2 separate regions of the Oryctolagus cuniculus genome follow, and region 2 is linked to region 1. A link is a contact called in public Hi-C data. All regions are on one chromosome and are shown on one strand. The core of a region is the stretch at or near the end of the contact, and the rest is flanking DNA. Distances in the headings are between cores, read along the strand shown. Region 1 has its middle 46 kb from the start of TES. Region 2 holds the start of CAV2 (caveolin 2).

The links. A called contact is a pair of places that touch in the nucleus more often than the background predicts.
Region 2: a contact with region 1 is called in a Hi-C map of embryonic fibroblasts, with 2.9 times the contacts expected there. The contact joins the promoter of CAV2 here to the enhancer-like site in region 1. A contact is called at or near these places in 2 of 6 Hi-C or Micro-C datasets (embryonic fibroblasts and skin fibroblasts).

The regions. Positions count from the first base shown.
Region 1 is chr3:151,695,158-151,701,161 of mOryCun1.1, reverse strand. No RefSeq gene overlaps it. Among named protein-coding and RNA genes, the nearest start is that of TES, 46 kb to the right of the region's middle. Within about 2 kb of position 2,326, at least 2 of the 8 cell types and tissues checked have an H3K27ac peak or open chromatin away from gene starts, as enhancers often do.
Region 2 is chr3:151,943,517-151,949,520 of mOryCun1.1, reverse strand. It overlaps CAV2 (caveolin 2), which reads right to left and starts at 2,188. Exons shown (of 3, transcript NM_001171022.1): 1 at 1,722-2,188; 2 at 1,278-1,465. The coding sequence starts at 1,871.

The sequences.
Region 1 (6,004 bases), core at 1,077-3,576:
CTCGATCAGAGCAATATTTCTTAGAGTGTGGACCCAGATCATCAGCATCAGCATTGCTGCAATGTTGGTAAGAGTGCAGGTCCTCAGACCCTACCCATGACCTACTGAATCAGAAACTCATGGGAGTGGGACCCAGGAATCTATATTTAACAGATGCTTTTGATGCATACTAAAGTTTGAGAACCTGGTTATCCCTTCTAGGGGTGGAGGGGACAGTGCTTGATAGCAATGTCTGACTTGACAATGGATCAGATAGATGGAATGAAATGGTGGGAGCAACCAGCCAAGCAAGCACAGTGACAGTCTCCTCAGGATCTTTCCAGTATCTCTTACTGATTCTACATCACTGTTGCCCATGTAAGTGGAACCCTAAGAAGTATGTCCCCAAGTAACATCCCTGTCAAACCTCGCAGGCCAATAGAATCCACACAAACACATACAAGCATTCCTTCAAATAAAGACCCTGGATCTATCAACTATTCCCCCAGAGTAGCTTCTGTTGTGTGCCAACTCAACAGCCATTTCCCCTTTTCTTTTGACAGAAAATTAGTTTTGTTCAGATTGCCCATGTGTCTTCCCCTTGGGGTATGAAATGGGATCAGCTATATCAACCATAGCAACTCAGGGTCCCTTTGCCTTTGGTGAGCATGACTATGTGACCTGTTCTAGCCAGAGATGGAAGGGTAGCTAACTCTGCTGGGGACTCCTGGGAAAAGTGTTCTTCCTGTCTAGAGAGGACAACACCCTGTGGCTTCTTTTCTCCTTTATTCTTTTGGATGTCTTCATACTTCATACTTCATGGTGCTTGAATAAAGGGACAAACCATTCAATGGAAGGTGAAACATGGAAGGGAGCCGAACAAGAGGATTAAAATGAGCTTGTTCAGAGCCACATTTGGATCAGCCTACATCTTGTCTTTAAGCCAGTCATAACTATGTTTTCAGTTATTTTCAGCCAAAAGCATTCCTGGTTACTCACCTACAAGGCTGCCATGACTAACCGCAGCATGCTTTTCAGCCCTGCACCTCCAGGCATCTGAGTTTTTCAGCCTTACTGGGAGACCTGATAGCCACTCGGTGTTGTCAGTCTCCTCATCCCTGTCCTTCCCTGCAGAGACTCCCTAGTATTTTCCACTGTATATTACTCTGACATCTGATTATTTCCAAAGTCTAGTTGTTTCTGTGGGGTTTTCAAATAGAGGCTGTTAGTTTTTCTTCCAGGTAGGCCACCCCTGTGTCCTTGGGACAGGTGTCCTCATTCCCCATTTATGTTCCCCCCACTGATTCATTTCTGGGTCCTCACAATCACAGCTCTTTGAAGTATAATACAGGGCCTCAAACTTTGCCAACCAAGTCTGCCCTTAGTTGCCTTCTTCTATCAAATTTCAGGATGCGTCTCCACATTCTTTGATAACCTTAGCTCCTTGTTCACCCTTTTCTCTACTATCTTCCCTGTTGTTACTACTGATGGCTTCAATGTATTCTTGATGTCCACCCAGTACCTGAACTTGTTCTCATATCCAATACTCCCATCCTCCATCCTACTCAACTGCAGCTGTGGGGAGGGGATTGGAGGTCAACAGGACTTGGCCAAAAGGTGTCTGTGTAGACTTCTGAACTCAGCCCTCCTCTGAACTATACTACCACATCTTGCATAATCAGTCAATATTTATGGAGAAATCAACTCTAATATCTCTGCATTGAATAATGGCTGACTGTAGGAAAGACAATTGGGGACAAGTTGCTTTTGTTATTTGTCTGAAGGTCAAGATATTGTGGGGAGAAGTATCATAGGAGAAAAATCAATAGTAGCCTTCATAAATGTCAGGATAAAATGCCATTCAAAACATGTATAAAAGGTTAATGACATCTTGTTTTGAGTGTTTCAGAATACATTGTTGGATAAAATAGAAGCCACAGCGACTGTTCTCTATGAAAGGACAAAATAATTAGCCAAAGCTATTTAAACCTCTGGTGAACAGAACGAAAAAAGGATTCTGTTAAGTTGAATGTGATAAAGGTTGTGTGCTCATAGCACACCCAGGTGCTCCAACACAGCAGGTCTCTGTTGTACTTGTGAGCATTCAGTGCGTCACTGAAGTTGTCTTTCAGCACTGGACTCAGCAGAGGTTGATAAGAGGAAAAGAACTTCTAGTAAGAAACTGTAGTAAAGTGCTTTTGTATGGAGGCATTAATGGAGTCACAGGTTTGCTAAGGAACTAAGTGAATGCCCAGAAAACAAGTTGAGATATGCCAGGGCTTTCTGAGACAAAGGCTTAGCACTGATCTTGGGTGCTGATGTCTCTTTGGTAACCATGGAGAAGTAGGATGAGCTTAAACACCATGTGTTGGAAATTCCTTAAGAATGAGTCAATAATGAATGTCTCGCCTTTGGTGAAATGGGGCTGAAATACTTCAAAGTCAGATTTGGGATCTATTTAGCTACAGTTGATTAAAGAAAAAATCCTCAGTTGCACATTTCTAAAAGATAAATTTTAAAAATTAAGGCCAATTGGTTTCAAGAGCAACGCAGATTTCGCAAAGGATTGGATAAAAAAAATCTACTGATTTCTCAAAATTATAACTACTTGAGAGTTATGGTAAAAATGCTCTTGTTGAGAGATGAACAGGGTAGGTGTAGATTCCAGGAATGAGTTCATAATTGTACCAGTGAGCTGTTTCTCACTAAGATAGTAAGTGCACTGCCTTAATATACTTTAGCAACTAACAATGTGTCAACATATTATCTTGGGTCTCAGAAAACAACTCCTCTCTCTATCTTTATTCAGCTCCCCCTACCCTCAAGTTTTCATTGCTGCTCAGGAGACAGGAAAAAGTGGAGTCTTCCTCGTCTTTTACTGTCTAAGAGGGCAGCTTGGGCAGAAGGAAGACAGCTCTTCTTACCCTCTATAGTGTCATCAGTGGTCCTACAATCAAGCATTTTCTTCCTTCCAAGGTAGTTCTTTCCATTGGGAGGATTTATCACTAATTGCATAGATGTGGTTCCTAAATGCTTGCTATGTTGGGAATAAACACAGTATAAGCTGTACCTCTAAAAAACAAATGTAACTTAAGTGGGGTTTAATAATAGAAATTTCTATTAATTGGCTGGCGCCATGGCTCACTAGGCTAATCCTCCGCCTGCGGTGCCAGTACTCCAGGTTCTAGTCCAGGTCGGGGTGCCGGTTCTGTCCTGGTTGCTCCTCTTCCAATCCAGCTCTCTGCTGTGGCCCAGGAAGGCAGTGGAGGATGGCCCTAGTGTTTGGGTCCTTGCACCTGCATGGGAGACCAGGAGGAAGCACCTGGCTCCTGGCTTTGGATCGACTCAGTGCGCCGGCTGTAGCAGCCATTTGTGGGGTGAACCAATGGAAGGAAGACCTTTCTCTCTCTCACTGTCTAACTCTGCCCGTCAAAAAATAAAGGCCAGTGCCGCGGCTCACTAGGCTAATCCTCCGCCTGCGGAGGATTCTCCGCCGGCACACCGGGTTCTAGTCCCAGTCAGGGCGCCAGATTCTGTCCCGGTTGCCCCTCTTCCAGGCCAGCTCTCTGCTGTGGCCAGGGAGTGCAGTGGAAGATGGCCCAAGTGCTTAGTCCCTGCACCCGCATGGGAGACCAGGATAAGCACCTGGCTCCTGCCATCGGATCAGCGCGGTGCGCCGGCCACAGCGCGCAGGCCGCGGCGGCCATTGGAGGGTGAACCAATGGCAAAAGGAAGACCTTTCTCTCTCTCTCTCACTGTCCACTCTGCCTGTCAAAAAAAAAAAATAAATAAATAAAAAGAAAGAAATTTCTATTACTTGATCCACAGGACATAATTGGAATACAAGGTTATTATATATTATCTACTTTTGGAGAAAAGACTGCATGAACCCAGATTAAAAGCCTTTATTCTTTCCTTTATTTTCCCCATTGGAAACAGAATTATTTAATTTTGGTCCTATAACAAGTAGACTATTATTGGGAATTGGGTATAATGCAGAATATAAAATCAGGTGGGGAAGGAGTAAGTTTATCTTAAGTATTATTGGAAAAATAAATCTTAAAGAACCTAGTAACCATCTTACTGTCTTGTTGAATGATCATGTCTTTATTTATTTTTATTATTTATTTGAAAGAGAGAGAGGTAGAGTCCGAGAGAGAGAGGTCTTCCATTCTGTTGGTTCACTCCCCAAATGACCGCAACAGCCAGAGTTGAGCTGATCCGAAGCAAGGAGCCAGGAGCTTCTTCTGGGTTTCCCACACGGGTACAGGGACCCAAGCACTTAGGCCATCTTCCACTACTTTCCCAGGCCATAGCAGAGAGCTGGATCAGAAGAAGAGCAGACAGGACTAGAACTGGAGCCCATATAGGATGCCGGCACTGCAGGCTGGGGTTTTAACCCGCTGTGCCACAGCACCAGGCCCTGAATGATCATTTCTTAAAACCTGATTAACAACAAAAATGGCTAAGGATCTTGAGAATCTCTTACCCAGAGTTCATTCCCCTGTACTACAAGACCAAACTAAAAATTTACCCAGGGGGGACAGCAAGGGGTATGATGACACAGTGGGTTATGCCACTGCTTTGGACTCCAGCATTTCATATTCGAGTGTCTGGTGTGAGTCCCAGCTACTTCATCAACTGACAGTTTCACACCACCCACATGGAAAACTCAGATAGAGTTTCTGGCTTTTAGTGGGGCCCAGCCGTGCCCCAGGTGTTGTAGGTATTTGGGGAAAGATCCAGTGGATGGAAGCTGTCTCTCTCTGGCCTTCTGCTTTTCAAATAAATAAATGCAAAAGAAAAAAAAATTCCAGGGTAGATCCAAACCTAGTGGTTCTGTGTATCTCCCATGCAAAGTAGTGGAAAATATAGGGAAATGGCCAAATGTATATGCAATCATTCTTTGTGTGGGCAGTAGTGAATGTTGCATTCAGATGAAATTTCTTGGACTGCCTGATTCTCCCTCAGCTCCAGAAATATGGGGCTAGGCTGGAGGACCTATAGAGTAGCTGACTCCACAGGCAGAGGAGTTTTGTTCATTCCCACATAACCAGGTCTGGGAAGGTAAGTTGTTCAACTTTATAGACAGAATGCTGTAGAAAATGGGTCTGTTGCCATTTAAGATGAAGGCAAAAAAAGCAAGTATGTGATGGTTATAATGATGGATACTTGTAAGATTAGCACTTAGATGTTACACCTGGGGGCTGGCATTTGGCATAGTGGCTAAGACACCATTGAGATGCCCACAGCCTGTTCTGGAGTGCCCAGGTTTCAGTCCCTGCTCAGCTCCAGCTTCCAGCTTCATGCTAATTCACATCCTGGGAGGCAACAAGTAATGGCTGAAGTACTTGGGTCCCTGCCACCATCTGGGAGACCAGGACTGAGTTCCCAGCTCCTGATTTCAGCCTGACTTTGGCGTGCATTTGGGGGGAGAACCAGCACACGGAAGATTTGTGTGTTTGTGTGCCTTTTAAACTAATAAGACAAAGTTTTTTAAAAAAATTGTATGCACAATTAGATTACTTTTTTAAATACAAAGACATATGTACATGCTGCCAAAGATACCTTTTCATGGTTGGGGAAGGCACAGTGCAGAGGGAATCAATGCGTGCGTGCACACATGTGTGAGGGGATGAAGCAGAGAAAAGGACTCTTGGCCGAGCAAACATGAGCTGTAAACACAAAACAAAAACCAAAGCCCAAAGAGCAAATTATTCTGGGTGTGCATCAGAGAAAATGGCTACTCTCACTGTGACAGAAATACTTCAGACTGAGTGGAAGGAAACCCTCATGGGATGCTAATATTAGGAAGAACAAATCTGCTATTGCCCATTTGCTTACTTTCTCACAATAGGTTGGCATGAAAAAATTAGGGCACTAGAACTGAAACTTGAATACTGGAGTTAGAGTTGTGGTGTAGCCAGTGAAGTCCCCACCTGTGATGCTGGCATCCCATATAACTGCCAGTTCATGTCCCGGCTGCTCCATTTCTGATCCAGTTCCCTGCTAATGGCCTGGGAAA
Region 2 (6,004 bases), core at 939-3,438, 250 kb before region 1:
CTCATAATGGTGGAGGCTGGGCCTAAATCAGGAGCCAGGGGCTGGCGCCGTGGCTCACTTGGTTAATCCTCCACCTGCGGCGCCGGCATCCCATATAGGTGCCAGGTTCTAATCCCAGTTGCTCCTCTTCCAGTCCAGGTCTCTGCTGTGGCCCAGGAGGGCAGTGGAGGATGGCCCAAATGCTTGGGCCCCTGCACCCACTTGGGAGACCAGGAGGAAGCACCTGGCTCCTGGTTTCAGATTGGCATAGCTCTGGCTGTAGCAGCCATTTGGGGGGTGAACCAATGTAAGGAAGATCTTTCTCTCTCTCTCCCTCTCACTGTCTATAACTCTACCTGTCAAAAAAAAAAATCAAGAGCCAGAAACTCATTTTTGGTCTTGGCCACATGGATGGCTGAGACCCAACTACTTGAGTCATCATTGCTGCCTCCCAGGGTCTGCATTAGCAGGGAGCTGGAATCAGGAGCTAGAATCAGGAGCCTTTAGCTGGGCATCAAACCCAGGCACTCTATATAAGAAACTTTAACCACTGGGCCAAATGATGCATTTTGAGTGAGAATAAAGTTACTCAAAACATCCTATGAATGTCCAAGTGGGTTTCCACATTTCTTCCCTTAACTAGATGCACTCCCATTTGTGGGTAAGTAATTTGATGGCCTTGTCATTTCAGTACACTGAAGCTTGGGTTTTCATTCATTGGTGCTGAGGGCCAGCACCTTAACTGCATACTCCTCCCACCTCCACTGGTCCCATCCTCACCACTTTCCTGTGGCAGGGCTGAAGGCGGCATGGCTTAACCAGGTCTGATATCATTGTCCTGTCCGATTTGTCAGTGGTCTTCTGCTCAGAGATCACTTTTGTTTAGCCCCTCTGCCCCTGCACTGATGGGGGCTGAACAAAGGTCAACAACATCAAGAGCCCTACCGGGAACCACAGGCACAAGTCAGAACAGAGCTCTTGGGAGAGGGTGCCCTGTGGCAGGAAGCAGGGTTTCCATGCCCCACCTCCTCCCTCAGCTGAGCCTTGGGCTTGCAAAGGAAAATCGCACCGGGGAAAGAGGGCCATCCCGCCTCCCGTTTAAAGCCCCTTCCAAGCTCCTTTTCTAGACAGAATAACGCAGCCCCTCCAGGCCCTCCAGTCCTGTCTCTGCTCAGGAGCTGATGTGCGTCCTGGCCTGGCAATCGCCTGGCAATCGCCAGCGACAGGGCTGGGGGCAGGTGGCAGAAAGCCTTCCTTAGGTCCAGCAAGCCGGTCCCACCGGGGCACCCCCAACTCACCAGATGTGTAGACAGCTGAGGACGGCAAAGAGAACTCCCGCGGCGAAGGCCAGGGGGATGGCCAGGAATACCGTCAGGAACTTGTACAGCACGTACTTGCTGATTTCAAAGAGGGCATGGCTGCAGATCCACACTTTGTCAAAGGAGTGCGTAGTCACCGGCTCGGCGATCACATCCTCAAAGCCTAGCTGTAGAGAACGGAGCGCACTGTCCCCAACCTGCCGCCCCCGAGGAAGGCCGGCGCCGGACTTCCTCACCTTCTCTTGGGGTCGCGGTGGACGCGCAGGAGTCTAGCGCAGACTTCCCGGCTGCGCAGGCGGCCCTGGTGTGGGGTGCATGGGGGAGAGCCCTGGACCCCGCAGGGCTGACCCAGGGGCACCCGCACCCTGGGACTTGGAGAACGCTCCAAGCTTCCCTCCCCCCCAGCCCAGGTTTCGGCCTCACCTTGAGATGCGAGTTGAGCCCGTGGGGATCACGGTCCGGGCCAGTGTCCGGGAACTTCTCGGGGTCGGCGAAGTCGACGCCACTGTGGTGACTGTAGGCGTCGTCGTCCATGAAGAGCTGTACGTCTGCCTTCTCGGTCTCCAGCCCCATCGCGGCGCGGCGGCTGCGGCGCGGCGGCTGCGGCGCGGCTCCCAGCCAGCGCGGCCTCCCCTTCCCGCGGCGCCCGGCCCTGCCCCGCCCCGCCGTGCCGCCCGGGCGCGGCCGCTTCCCGCCGCCGGGTCTGCCCCGGCCCGGGGCCACCCGCGCCCCGCCCGCCGCCGGCCGCGGAGGGGAGGGAGGCGGGGACCGGACACAGCCGGCGAGGCGGCCCCTCCCGGCCCGGAGGGCGCGAGCGGGGCTTCCCGGGCTGTGCGGCCAGGCGCCTGGCAGCGAGGCTCCAGGGACCCCGCAGGTCGTCCCCGAGAGAAGGTGCGTGCGGCGTGCGGGGCGGCTGAATGAGAAGGTCAGGTTCAGCCCCGGCGCTGCTCTCCCTGACAGCCGCGCCTCCGGAACCTCAGTGGCCCCCTTTGTGGAAAGGGAACGGGACACCTGCTTCCCGGGGTTACCGTGTGAGAATTAAATGTTAATTCATGCAACGCTCGTGCACAGCCCCTGACACGCAATCGGCGTGCATCAGGGCTGTTGCGGCTGCCCTGAGAGGTCAGGAGCCGCGCACAGCTGATTGTCCGGGACTCTGCAGGCGCTGGGGACACCGCGGGCACTAGCCGCGGCGTGGGACCTGCAGCAGGCTCAGGTGCGCCGCGGTCCTGCAGGCCCGTGCTGTGCTCTCATGGGTTTGCGCTCCCCCCTTCCGCCCCCCCACCCCCCAGTAGAGGTCGGATCCCTGCACCCTACCCACTTCTTAATTTTCCTTTGAAGCAGACCCATTTGAAAGATTTCAGGAACCTGTAAGATAAAGTCTTTTTTTTTTTAATTAATTTTTTTTATTTATCTGAGATGGAGAGAGCGAGGGAGCGCGAGCGTGAGAGCTGGCTCGAGATCTGCTGGTTCACTCCTCAAATGCAGCAGCAACAGCCAGGGCTAAGCCAGGTGAAGTCAGGAGCTGTCAGCTCAATAGGGTCTCTCACCCACGTGCAAGGCAAAGTCAGTCACTTGAGGCTTCACTGCTGCCTTCCAGGGGCTTCCTGGAGCCAGGAATGGAACCCGGGTTCGCCTGCTGAGCACGTTTGAATGGCCAGGCCCAACTCCCACCACTGCAATTACTTTGTAGGAACCAAATGAACAGAACTGTAGCCTACAGCCACATTGCAGTGGGTGAATCAGCCCAGGATGGTTCACTGGAAAGTTTTCCGAAGGGAGGAGTTCGCCTGTGCACAAAGGGCGTGCCATCTGGTGAACTTAGCCATAGATGTGTTTTGGCCAGGAAGAGGATCTTTAAATTTTGCCGAAAGCAAAATAATGAGTCTTAGTCTGGCGGGCCAGGGGTGCCTGCAGCTTGCTCAGAGCTTAAGACGCAGCAGACAGTCGGTTAAGTACTGCAGAGTACAGTGGTTTGAACTTGGTGCACATGAGAAATCCTTGTGAACTGGTTTGTAAGAATTACTTCTCCAGAAAGAAAAGGACTATTTTTGAAACAATGTAAATCTCCCCCTCCCCCCCAAAAAAAAAGACTGGCATTGAGTGGAAAAAGTGTTTTAGAGCCAAAATCCAGTACTTCTGATAATTAAATGAAAAGTTTGCTTCCTGGATGGCAGCGTTACAGCACCGCAGAGGGTTCCCGGTTGGATTTCAGGTGCACATGGACCCCTTCTCTCCCAGAGAGGTCCTGCTGGCCTGGTTCTTTCCTTGTTACTCTACTCTCCAAGTTCTCTTTATGTTCAGGTGATTCCGAAGTGATGAGTTAGACTTCCTACTTCCTGCTTCTTCAAGACTTCTTTATGTCCTCCATTCACTCCAGCAGGCTGAGTCTCTGAGAGTTGGAAAAATAATTGTTTCTCCAAGTGAACGGAAGACATGAATCCTTAAGGGAGCCTATAGTGTCAGTCATTAGGAAATGAAAAGGAGAAATAGTTTACAGCCAAATAGCATGCTGTAAAAATCAATTTCCCCAAAACTAAAATGCCAGATTTCAAGATGCTTCATCCAAGAAACAAAGACATAGCCCTAAAGTGGGCATAAACCGTGACTGAAAACCTAGCATTAGTGCTTCTTCTCTTACAATTCTCTCGTAAAAATTTTTAATTTTTATTTATTTGAAAGACAGGGAGGGAGGGGGATGGAGAAAGAGAGAGAGAGACAGACAGACAGAGACAGAGAGATCTTCCATCCATTGGTTGACTACCCAAATGCCCACAGCAGCAGGCCTGGGCCAGAGTGAAGCCAGGAGTTCAGAACTCATTCTGGGACTCCCACGTGGGTACTTGATCCATTACCTGCTGCGCTAAACAGCATTAATAGGAAGTTAGAATTGGGAGAGGAGCTGGGACTCAAACCAGTGTACTCTGATATGGGATGCAGGTGTCTCAAAATGTCTTAACAACTGCCCCTTCTCTTTCTGTTTTTTTTTTTTTTTTTTTTTACCTCAACCACATTGGCATTTTCAGTGGAATTATTAAGACATCGGCAATAGTTATCATAAACAATCATTTTTCAGATAACAAGACTAGGAGGCTACAAAAGGTAAAATTAATATGGTCTTATTAGGACAGTTGAGATTTTAGAATAAAATAATTTTTAGATTTTTTTGTTAAATGATGGGTATTTATGAAAAGCATCTGTAAAACTTGTTAAAAGAATGCTCATCTAGCTCTGTTGCATGTAGCAGAGAACTTAAAAGAAGATTCACTCATTCATTCATTCATTTACAGAGTTATTGGCTTTCCTCCTTCCCTCTCTCACGAGTTGGGTATTTATGAGATTCTTATTTTGTTGAAATTCTTATCCACATCACCATATTAATATATAAGGTTTTTGAGAGGAGCTATAAGAAGGTTTTGCTTATCCTGTTAGTAAATGCTTAGACAGTATCAATTACGCTTGTTCTCAAGGGGCTTACACCAGAGTAATTCCCATAGCTGACTGATCTTCCATCCTTACTAACTGGTCAGAGGACTGATTTTCAGATGGTACACTAATATATATGAGGAGTAACAGCTTCTTAACACATTAATTAAAAAGTGGTTTATCTGAAGGGCACAGTGACAGAGATATAGAGACACACACACACACACATATGGAGTGAGGCACACACACACACACACACACACACAGATCCACCATCCCCTGGTTCATTTCCCCAGTGCTACTGACAGCTGAGCAGGAGGCTAGATTATAAGCATTTTGTTTCTCAATTCTCTGCACAGTGTCTAGGAAAGAAGGTTATTTCCAGATTATTGAAAATTATATGTAAATACTCCTATGAATAAAACTATCCAATTTTTCCTTTCAGTTATCATTATTTTCTCAGATCACAAATGTATACTCTTTTTTCCTATATAGCTTACATACAGTTTTGATCAAAATCTGCTTTTCAAACTGCTTTTGCGAAAATTGGCTATTAATAGAAATAGTAAAAACTTAAAATTACCATATGGCTTAATAATTTCAAGCATTTGGATTAGATTAGGGTTTTTCAAGCTCAACACTACTGATATTTTGGACCAGATCACTTTTTTTGTAAGGGGTGGTCCAGTGCATGGTAGGGTGGTTAGCAACATTCCTGGTCTCTCCTCACAAGATGCCAACACTCTCCAGCCATGACAACTAAAAATGTTTCCAGGCATTGCCCAAAGTTCCTTGGGAAACAAAACCACCTTTCTCTCCATTCTCCCTTCCCCAGGCTGGGAACTGCTGGATAAGGCACCACTGATTCAGTATCCCGCAAATGGAAAAATTAAGCCCTTATTTACAAACTCACACTTATCATAAATCTCTGAATTGTTAGAAGGAATTTATCAGATGCTGCTGGTTTTTTTTTAAATTAAGCTTAAAGAAACTTGTCTGCCCTGCAAAATTTTCTTTTCTTTCTTTCTTTTTTTTTTTTTTTTTTTGACAGGTACAGTTAGACAGTGGTGGGGGGGGGGGGAAGGTCTTCCTTCCTTTGGTTCACGCCCCAAATGGTCTCTACGGCCGGCGCGCTGCACCGATCTGAATCCAGGAGCCAAGTGCTTCCTCCTGGTCTCCTATGCGGGTGCAGGGGCCCAAGCACCTGGGCCATCCTCCACTGCCTTCCCGGGCCACAGCAGAGAGCTGGCCTGGAAGAGGAGCAACCGGGACAGAATCCG